Linked DNA regions of Hordeum vulgare: region 1 is linked to region 2. Evidence: chromatin contacts called from public Hi-C data. All regions are on one chromosome and are shown on one strand. The core of a region is the stretch at or near the end of the contact, and the rest is flanking DNA. Distances in the headings are between cores, read along the strand shown.

Region 1 (5,077 bases), core at 2,454-4,953, 160 kb before region 2:
CTATACCAGCTGGCCGATACCCTTCTATAAGAATGAGAAGATGAACAAAGAAAAACCAAATACGCTGACCTCAACAACCATAGAGATGCTAATGCCATGATGGTATGTGTATTTGAAACCGCACATCTCTAAGATCAAACAAGATCAGAATTCCCATAGATAACATTTACCTTCAACAAAATTGTGTTTCAAGAAAAACTATCTGTAAAGTACACAGCAAGGTCGAAAATGGTGTCAACAAGATGTGCAGCCAAGAGACTAGTTCAAACACCTCCGCTCTCTCATCTATCCAAGTTACTTGTGAAGGGCTACCCTCCATTGCCTCATTCTAGATCCTGAAATGTTTAGCTAGGCCCAGCAACCTCGAATCTATTTGTTTTTCTTGGCTTTGTCCTTTGCAAATGCTGTACCCTGCAAGGCACAACAGATTGATGTTATATCGATAAGCTTCGGCACCAGACTCAGCTGAACAAAGATATATTGGTGGAGGCCGAATGATACCTCCAGCCACTCGTCCATGTTGGCATCAGTTGTTCCAGTTCCGAGTTCCACCTTGGGGCCTTTCTTTGTTTTCTACAGCACATAAACAAGTATAGAATAAATACACAACAATGAGATGAGTGCTAAATAACAATTATGCATCTCACAGCATGTGATCCTGCTAAATCAGCTACAGGGTCTTAGGGACTCCTAAACAGTCATCATGAAGTAGCCAGGATTAGCTGTTCACATGATTCCACAATGGATATCACATATTTTTAGAAAAGAACTAACGGCACTGCAGAAACATAAAGTGGGGGAATGCCAATGTACAATCTCAGAGTTCAGTTCACTAGTTCAGCACAGCATATCACTGTCAAAAAGAGGATTACCTTCGAGAGCTGCTGCACTTGACCATAAGCCCACAATCCTAGGAGACCAAGAAGTGCAATTCCAAGGGTAATAAGGAACACAGATTCAACACTCAGTAACCCTCCAACCTCAACAACCTCAATGGTGCCATTGTAGAAGACGTTCTGATAAGGGTGCTGATCGATCTCGTACACTATGTAACCAACAAGATCATATGCTCCAGGCTGCAAGGACACAAGCATCAGACCTTCCAGAAGTAAGAAATGAGCATCTTCTCTTTTTATCAGAGGCATCTTCAGTCTTTAGTTCTTCCAAAGGTAAATAAAATAGTAAGGTTGAGCATTGAAACCTGCAAGAATTTGCTCACAGCAAATGTATAGGGAAAGGTTGCTTGCACAGAGACAGGAACTGATGCATTGTAGAAACTCTGCAAGAAAGAAGACATGAAATCTTTCACAGGTATGGGTATGACTGTTTAAAAACATGCTTGGCTCAGTAAAGTATAAACAAGTGGAGATTACTTCCACACACTCAGCTAATGTCATGTTAATAATTTCAGAAATGAGATTGTCAAATCATAGTAGGATCTAAACATTTCTACAGCCCTTGCTACCCTGTAACCTGCCCACATGTTAGCCAATAGCTCCTTACGATCCACATACACAATTCACCTACTCCACTAGGGGTCACACCCATCCAATCGAGGGCTATATTTATTTCTCAGTCTAGCGAAGGCAAAAACAAGTTCTCAGGGAACCAGAATTAAGTAAATGATGACTGAGTAGGACACTTGAGATGGTGCATAACTGACAAATGCAAGATTCAGTTAGTTCAGCTAGCATAAAACATAACAACTCAGCAAGCAACAAAATCATATATTTCCTCACCTGAACTGTAAGGTTCTGTCCGTACATCTTATGATCATAAGGAAGATGTAGGGTTGAATGGACAGCAACAACATTCAAAGTTGATTCACCTGTACAAACAGTATACAAGTGTGAGCCCGGTCAACAGGAACTAGCATGGTAATAAAATATTCAGTGCAGAAAAGTTGTGATTCTACCAAAAACATGCAGATGCTAGAACATACAAGCTAGGATGACAGAGAACTTGAGTATACTGGACTACTCAAAGAATCCCATACACTGCATACCAGCCAAATGTAGATGAATTTGCAGCAAGTTATTAGACATAAAGCGAAAACAACTGGCAGCACACATGTGCATGGAAGAAAGAGAACTTCCACTAAGCACACCACACACCAAGCCTAGTAATAAATGTAGGTGCTAGATAAAAGAATCGTAAGTTGGAAGAAACAGCATTAGTTACCCTCATTTTGCAGGCCAACCAAAAGCTCAGTTTCTTCACCCGCTGGTACAACTGCAATCAAATAATAAAATGGACATGTTATTGATTACTGAACTCAAGAAAGATGCGACAGAAATTTTCAACATAAATGGTTGCTCTAGAAGCATTCATATTTTAGTATGCAAATAGTAAATACATACCAAACTCTACATATATTCATGGAATTTTTTCAGCTTAATAAAAGTAACAAGTTTATGGTCTTCTGAAAGTACAATGAGTGGCAAACATGCATGGTCATATCGGATTTAATATCAAGGTACATAATTCCAGTAGCTTAGAGATGGTGCTACAATTTCTTATGACTGATCATGGAAGAAGAGGCTTAGCAAAGATTGCATACTATAACTTACTTTTCCCAGCATTTTTGGGGAAGACACAAACAGTCTCCACACCAGGTGCGGGGCTTAAAGGCTCTTCACTGGAAACCGGAGTATCATCACCCACATATCCTAGATCAGCCCCATCAACAACTTCTTGCATGGCAGCATCTTCCTCAGACTGAGCTCTAGCAACTGTGGGAATAGAAGAAATATATCAATCAGTCTTAGATGACACATGGAAATAAAATGACTTGGAGCATCAATTGGAAGTCTTGCTTGCTAAAAACAGAACACCGCGTGAAAGAGCACTCATGCTACTTAAGTTCGATCTCCTATTCCAAAATCCAAAAGAGTAAAATAAATTGCAGATTTCAAACTGCTTGCTGCGACCAATTAATTTGTCCGTCAAAAACCGCCAGCCTAGTTACATCATTTAACTATATGGTGTAAAAATTAAAACCGAGAAACAATTGCACCAACTACCGCTGAATTGCCAACCATAAAGCATAGAGAACTCGGAAAATTTCAGAAGCTGCTACTAAATTCCCACGAAGATTCACTGCCGCAGCATGCAACCACAGATAGAGCATGGCATACGTGCGCGCTCAAAATAGCGTCCTCGTTTACATTTCGCCCCAAACACCGCACCAACAAACCAACCGGTCTCGAGCCTCAGCCGGCCGCATCAAAGATGCGCACTCCGCCGCACCGCACCTAAGCCGCGCGCTACACCCCGGCGAGCGGACCGATCTAACCCGCCCGCTCCAAATCCCAGCCAGCTCCGGCGCATGCCCGACCCCCACCCCGCCCTACATGGTCTGATCAGCTCCATCGGCGCTCCAAATCGGCGCGCAGCCGGCGGATCTAGCGCCGCCCCGCCGTGGAATTCCCGAGAGAGCGAGAGGGGGGAGCGGATCTGGGCGGCGGAGACCGATAGGTGGACGAACGGGACGCGTGGTTACCTTGGGCGAAGGGGGAGGCAGCGAGGAGGAAGACGAGGAGGATGGCGGAGAGCCAAACCCTAACCGCCATGGCCGGCTCAGTCAGATCGGATCAGGATGGAGGAGGTGCTGGTGGTCTTGGGCGCGTGGGTTTTTCCGGGGGGGTGGACGTGGTGCGGCTACTAGTAGGAGGAGCAGAGGGAGTTGCTGCCCGTGCCACGAGGTCCACGGCCTGTGGTGACATGGAGGCCGGCATCGTCATAACTTGCCGTGCTGGATTTTCCATTTCTTTTTTCCTCGGGTTTGTTGCTGCTGTTTGTTTTGGCTTGGCACGCTGAATTCGGTGTCTCTTGGCCTCTGGGGGGACGTGACACGGGATGTAGATCCTCTGACAGATGGGGCCCGCTAAGTCTTTCGTGTACATTTTTCCTATGCAAAGACTGGAAGACTAGTAACTAATGTTTGGCTACATTTATAAAAATACATGAATATAATAATAAATTGTGTACGACGTGTAAATATATTCGAGAACGAATCTAATAAATGCTAGTAGATGAAACAAATGTGTACACAAAATCAATTGTTACAGTTAATGTTGTATAGCAAACAATTCCTACACTATTAGCATTGAACTAAAATTTTGTAACAGAAAGCACGAGAAGAGCAAAAATGTTTTGTCACATATGGATGTCATGTGTGCATGACACCTCGACGGCCACACCAGTCTTAAAGCACGAAGGAATGCTGGATTCAAACCTGCTTAACTCCAATATTAAGGCGCACTCCTACGCAAAAGGAGAGCTCCATAGAGTTGAAGCGAATATGCACCAATCTATCTATATGCAAAGCATTTTGGTTATTTTCAACAGCACCAACGGTAAAACAGCAGCTGGATTATATGGCTCAGGCCGGAACGATGAATGGGCCTATGGTTATCTATAATAAAAGAACGGAAATGATAAATCCATAACGTTCAAAATTTTAAAATGACAACCCAAACGTTTTAAAATGACAACTTTAGTTCAAAACGATCTGGGAAAAATCGACATGTTTTAACAACTAAAGTTGTCACCTATTGCATGTCCTTGGGCGCTCGCGGGGGACTTCAATCTAATTGCAGACCCAATTGATAAAAGCAACGATAGAATAAAATCGTCGAATGATGGACCGGTTTCAACGGTGCATCTTCGACTTCGACTTAAAAGATCTCTATCTCAATAGGCGGAGATACACGTGGTCCAACGAGCGGCAGGAGGCCAGACTCGAAAATCCTGATCGGGTTCTGGTTCAGATGGATTGGGAACCGCTGCACCCGCAGTCTTTCTTCACGGCTCTCTCTAAGTGCATCTAGGGTGTGTTTGGTTGCTGTCATCGGCTGGAATGTCATGGGTCGGACCCGTTCCTAGTCCTCGTTCCTGCGTTTGGTTTACCAACTGGAACAGAACCCACTCATTCCACTTTAGGGAATATTCCACTCAGATCTGGAACGTGCTAGTACCACGAAATTGATGGAATCACACGGAACGGCTCGTCTGCTCGCGCTGCGCGTCGCCGCTCGTCGCCGCCCACCCGCGCTGCGCCTGCCGGGGCCGCCGC
Region 2 (4,927 bases), core at 1,379-3,878:
TGCATGAACAAATTGAAAGCTTTATCCACCTCTCCACAGGAAGCATACACCTTGAAGGCAACATTGTATGCACATGGATCCATTGTCAACTCAGACTTTGAAAGTTGCTCGCAGATATTTAATGCAGAAGCATGCATGCCTGCCATGGAAAACAAGAATGCAAGTATAGCATGCTTGGCAGAACTCCTGCCATCACTATATGCTGATTCTAACTGCAAAACTTCCTCTGATGAAATATTAATTTTATTCACTGCAGAAAATATCATCTGAAAGGTTGACGCATCTGGAAAGATGTTATCTGCCACCATTTTTTGCACCAGCTCTGCACATTCTCTCAAGTTGCCCTTGGCCACATAACATGCCATAACAGCATTATATGCAGCACAGTCAGATAGTAAGCCTGAATTATGTAATTCATGAGCAATCTTAATGGACTCGTTAAGCAAGCCCATGTTCTTGTAGAGGAACATCATGATAATGTATGAAACATCATCCCCCTGATTATTTCTCCTCAAATTGTCAAAGATTGCCTTAGCCTCAATGACCATCCCAAGTTTTGCGTACAGATTTAGCATGGTATTCGAGGCAATGATATCAGGGCCACCATCCATGTTCCTCATCCATGCATACAAATCCTGCGCTTCCTTCCAGCAATTGATCTTGCTGTAGGCCTTGATAACCGAAGTTAAGACAATATGGTTTGGAGTGATTCCAGATTCTTCCATCAAGTTGCTATAATGGAGTGCCTTCTCCACTTGTCCCGTCTCCGCAAACATATTAATCAGCAAACCATAAACAACCACATTTGGTTCAACACCCGAGGCCTTCATTTCACTGTACAGATCTATAGCTTCAGATGGCAAGGAATTGCGGGAGTAGGCCCTCATAACAGCAGAGTATGTCTCACACGCAGGTTTAAATCCCGTGTCTTTCATTTTACGCAAAAGATTCTTAGCTCTCCGTGGAAATCCACCAACAGAAAACATCTGAATTAAGGAATTGTAAGTACACTCATCTGGTAAGATACCAGAACCCTTCATGTTCTCAAGTAGAGAAAGGACTCTACCATATTTTCTTGCCAAACCATAAGCCTTGACCATCACATTATATTCCACTATCTCCCTTTTGCCCCCAGTACCTCTGTCGCAGTGGAAAATATGCTCGGCTTCTTCCCAAAGACACCTATCTGCAAAAGCATCCATTATGGCAGCAAAATTCTTGGATGAAACCTCCTTGCCTCTGCAATGCCTTTCAAAGAAAGCATTTGCCTTATCAAGCAATCCTTGATCAATATACATCTTCATGACAACTGGCATGGACTGTTCATGAATGCTAGAGCCAGACTCGATAATTCCATCGATCACATCTTCTGCTTCACACACCATCTTCCTCTCACATAGCACCTGCAACGCAATCCTATAGCTCACATCATCAGCACATAACCCGATCCTCCCAATTTGATGGTAATACTTCAAAACTCCCTCGACATCCCCCATTGACGCAAACAGAGCCATCATCACATTATACGTCCTAATATCTGGAGTGACCCCCCTGACGACCATGTTAGCTAGCAGCGCCTCTGCCTCCTTGACGCTTCCATGTGACCCAAATGTGTAGATCATTGTGTTGAACGTACATGTGTCTGGCATAACCTGATAGGCCAGCATGTCCGCAAACATGTCCATCGCATCCTTGTGCCTCCCGGCCTTTCCATAAAGATCGATCATTGTGTTATAGGTTTCCACGAGCTTTGGCTTCCTAGGAACTTCCTGAATGCCCAATGCACCCGCAGAATCAAGTTTATCATGAAACACGCCGTCTATCAAGAATTGCATTGGTCCGTGCAAATCAACCGCTCTGTATTCAAGATGAAGAAATTCAACATCGAACCTGCCAACGCACCAGTTATTGAAAAGGATGAGCCCGTCCGAGTAGCGGCCACTGTTCTTGAGGATACGGGCGAAGGTGTTCATGGATATCTCGTCGGGGGCAATACCCAGTGCGCGCATGTGCAGGAGAAGCAGGAGGGATTCCTGCGCCGAACCGGCCTTGGCGAGGGCATCGGCCAGCGCGGCGTAGGCCGGATTGGAGGGCCGGATGGCGTCGTCCCGGGACATCATGAGCCAGACGCGGCGGAGCTCGGACCACCGGCGCGCGCGGGCAAGGTGGCGGAGGAGCACGCTGTAGTGGACAGGGTTGGGCGCGTAGCCTGGGAGCGCGCGCACGCGGTCGAACAGGTCGTGGGCGCGGCGCCAGTGGCGCTGCCGCGAAAGAAGGGCGGTCTGCTCGCGCGGAGACATGGCGGCGAGGGATTCATCTGATGGGTTGAGGGTGGCGGTGAAGGGGTTCCTGGAGACGGTGGAGGTGGTAGCGGGGACGGGGGCGTGGTTGTTGCACGTAAGGGGAGGTGGCGGACGCAGGCGGGCGAGGTGAAGACGGGACGCGGAGGAGGGCGAAGCGGGGAGGAGGTTGGCGTGTGATCCGGCGGCCGGTGGCTTGCTGTTGCTGGCTTTGGTGACGGTGGTGCCGGCGGCCGGAGGGCAGGGAGCGGCGGGAGCCATGACGGTTTAGGGGAAGAGGAAGACAAGGGGTGGAGAGACCGAGAGAGTATCGGACAAAACTGTCCAAATGGGCCGGCCCTGGCGTGCCCGGTCCCTGACGGCCCAGCACGGCACGTATAAGCTTAGGTAGACATACTATAAGAATTAAAATATTATTTTTGTGATGATATGAAGGTGAGAGAAGAGGAGTGAGAAGGTGAGCCGGATATAGAATAATAGCCAACTGCAACACGTACTCCTAGGCATTATGTAAGAGTGGAAGGTGGACCATGTATTAATAAAATAACACATCTTTATAACTAACTATTGTATTTGCTGACTATAAACATGATTATAGATGATATGTCAACATAATATAGCCAGCAGCTGGCTATACTATTAACCATGCTCTAATGGCATGTGCCTGGACAGCCCGGCACGACACGCTCGGTCCGTCTGAAACGTTAGTGGAGAGGAGCGTATGTCTCGTGTTGTGTGTCACGAGCGAGAGAGAGAGAGATTGCCTAAAAAAGAGCGAGCGAGAGAGACGTTGCATTTCTCACACTCAGGCCCTCTCTCATTTCTCACAATTAAACATTGATGATCTCAACCAGTTCAACTTGAGTTCAAGTGATTTCAATGTTCACATGCGAGAGTAGACTGATCCTACTACCCACAATACCACCACCTATCATTCTTCTGACGAGAATCCACAATCACAATCCGACCCATTCCATTACTCCCAGCACTTCCTCCACTACCGTCAGTATAAAAAAGGTTCATCGCAAAACCTCAGAGTGTTGGGATTACTTCGATGAAGAAATAGTTGTGGCGGATGGTCTCGATGTCCTTAAAGCTATGTGCAAAAGATGTAGTGACTCATACTCCAAGGAGGAGGGGGTGAAGGGAACCATCTATTCAAGTGGTTGGTCCCTCCTTGCCCCCGAATGGAATACAAGCATCTACATCTTTTGCACCTAGCTTTAAGCATGTTCACACCACCCTCTATAACTATTTCTTCATTGAAGTAGTCTCAACTTCGAGGTTTTGCAACAATCCCTTCTTGTACCGATGGCGATGGAGGGTAGTGCTTGCAGTAGTGGAATGGGTGACGGATGGTGATTGTGTATTCTCGTCAGAAGAAAGATAGGTGGTGGTATTAGGGGAAGTGAGATCAATAAAGTGAGGTATGTGAGTATTGAAATCACTTGCATCGAATTGGAACTGTCTCGGATTATTCATTTTTAAGTGTGGGCAATGTTAACCACCCGGTGGTGTATCTCTCGATGTATTGCCTTAACACACGAATTCGAGTATCACTTGTCTATTACATGCATCGCGTACAAGAACTGATAGAAGGGGATCGAGGTAAGGGAAGAACAGGGTTGTTAGGGAATATTTCTACCCTAGTTGTTTTGGTGATTGATGATAATGCATTTGCGGACTAATCATGTGCATTAAGCCTTTCACAGAATTCTACATATGGCACAAGACGATTATAACTCCTGGGTGGATAATAGTGAAGACGATTATTTTTCTGCGTTTCGTTTTCAATGGAATTGAGTCATAGGAGAACCGTACTATTAAGAGGGGGTCCACATCAGAAAGGTTTGGGTCAAATCAACACGTACACTTTCATTTGAACCCCTAGTCCTTTCCTGCATCAATGGAGTTGTTCTAGCTTTGCAAGTTCTGGTCCTGAAAGAGCCAAGCGGTGGTGCCGCGGTCGCCAGCGGTAGTACCGCTTAACTTGTAACCAGTAGTACCGCTCTAGGTTGGCGCTACCACTGCCCCCGGGCGGTAGTAACTTTACCCAGTGCCGCACTCTGTACCGCTGGCTTTGGAGTCTCGACTTTTCATGTCGGACTGAGCTATTTTTGGCACAGTAGTACCGGTCCCAAGCAGTAGTACCGCTCGTTACTATCGTGCCACTACCTCTCCTATTTCTGGTTCACGAACTCTCAGCGAAATCTGGGCGACAGTAGGGCGAGGTACTACCGCCTACAAACGGTAGTACCTCTCTTCCAAGCGTTAGTACCGCTTAGGAGGAACTACCTCTGCTCCTACCATTGCCTTGCGTCTGTAGGGCTGCTGCACTACTGGGGCGTGCGGTACTACCGCTCCGGCGGCACTACCGCCTCGAGGCCTCGTGCCTTTATCCTGTGATGTCGTCTCAGCCACCCAAGTGGTAGTACCCCTTGTGTGCGGGCTGAGAGGGGGTAATGGCTGGATTCTTTCCCCCACTATATAAAGGGGGTCTTCTTCCCATGAAGACCACCTCTTCCAACCCTAAGCTCCATTGTTGCTCCAAGCTCCATTTTCGCTGGATCTCTCTCCCTAGCTAACAAAACGTGTTGATCTTCTAGGGATTGATTGAGAGGCCCCCA

The links. A called contact is a pair of places that touch in the nucleus more often than the background predicts.
Region 1: a Hi-C map of seedling shows a contact between it and region 2, with 3 times the contacts expected there. The contact joins the promoter of LOC123407264 here to the promoter of LOC123411527 in region 2. A contact is called at or near these places in 2 of 6 Hi-C or Micro-C datasets (leaf and seedling) and 1 of 1 datasets of contacts at active chromatin or transcription factors (embryo).

What each region holds. Positions count from the first base shown.
Region 1 is chr7H:538,694,940-538,700,016 of MorexV3_pseudomolecules_assembly, reverse strand. It overlaps LOC123407264 (translocon-associated protein subunit alpha), which reads right to left and starts at 3,703. Exons shown (of 8, transcript XM_045100365.1): 1 at 3,503-3,703; 2 at 2,571-2,732; 3 at 2,182-2,232; 4 at 1,740-1,828; 5 at 1,202-1,279; 6 at 873-1,076; 7 at 502-573; 8 at 130-411. The coding sequence starts at 3,572. The coding sequence ends at 370.
Region 2 is chr7H:538,530,914-538,535,840 of MorexV3_pseudomolecules_assembly, reverse strand. It overlaps LOC123411527 (pentatricopeptide repeat-containing protein At1g73710), which reads right to left and starts at 2,628. Exons shown (of 1, transcript XM_045104493.1): 1 at 1-2,628. The coding sequence starts at 2,561.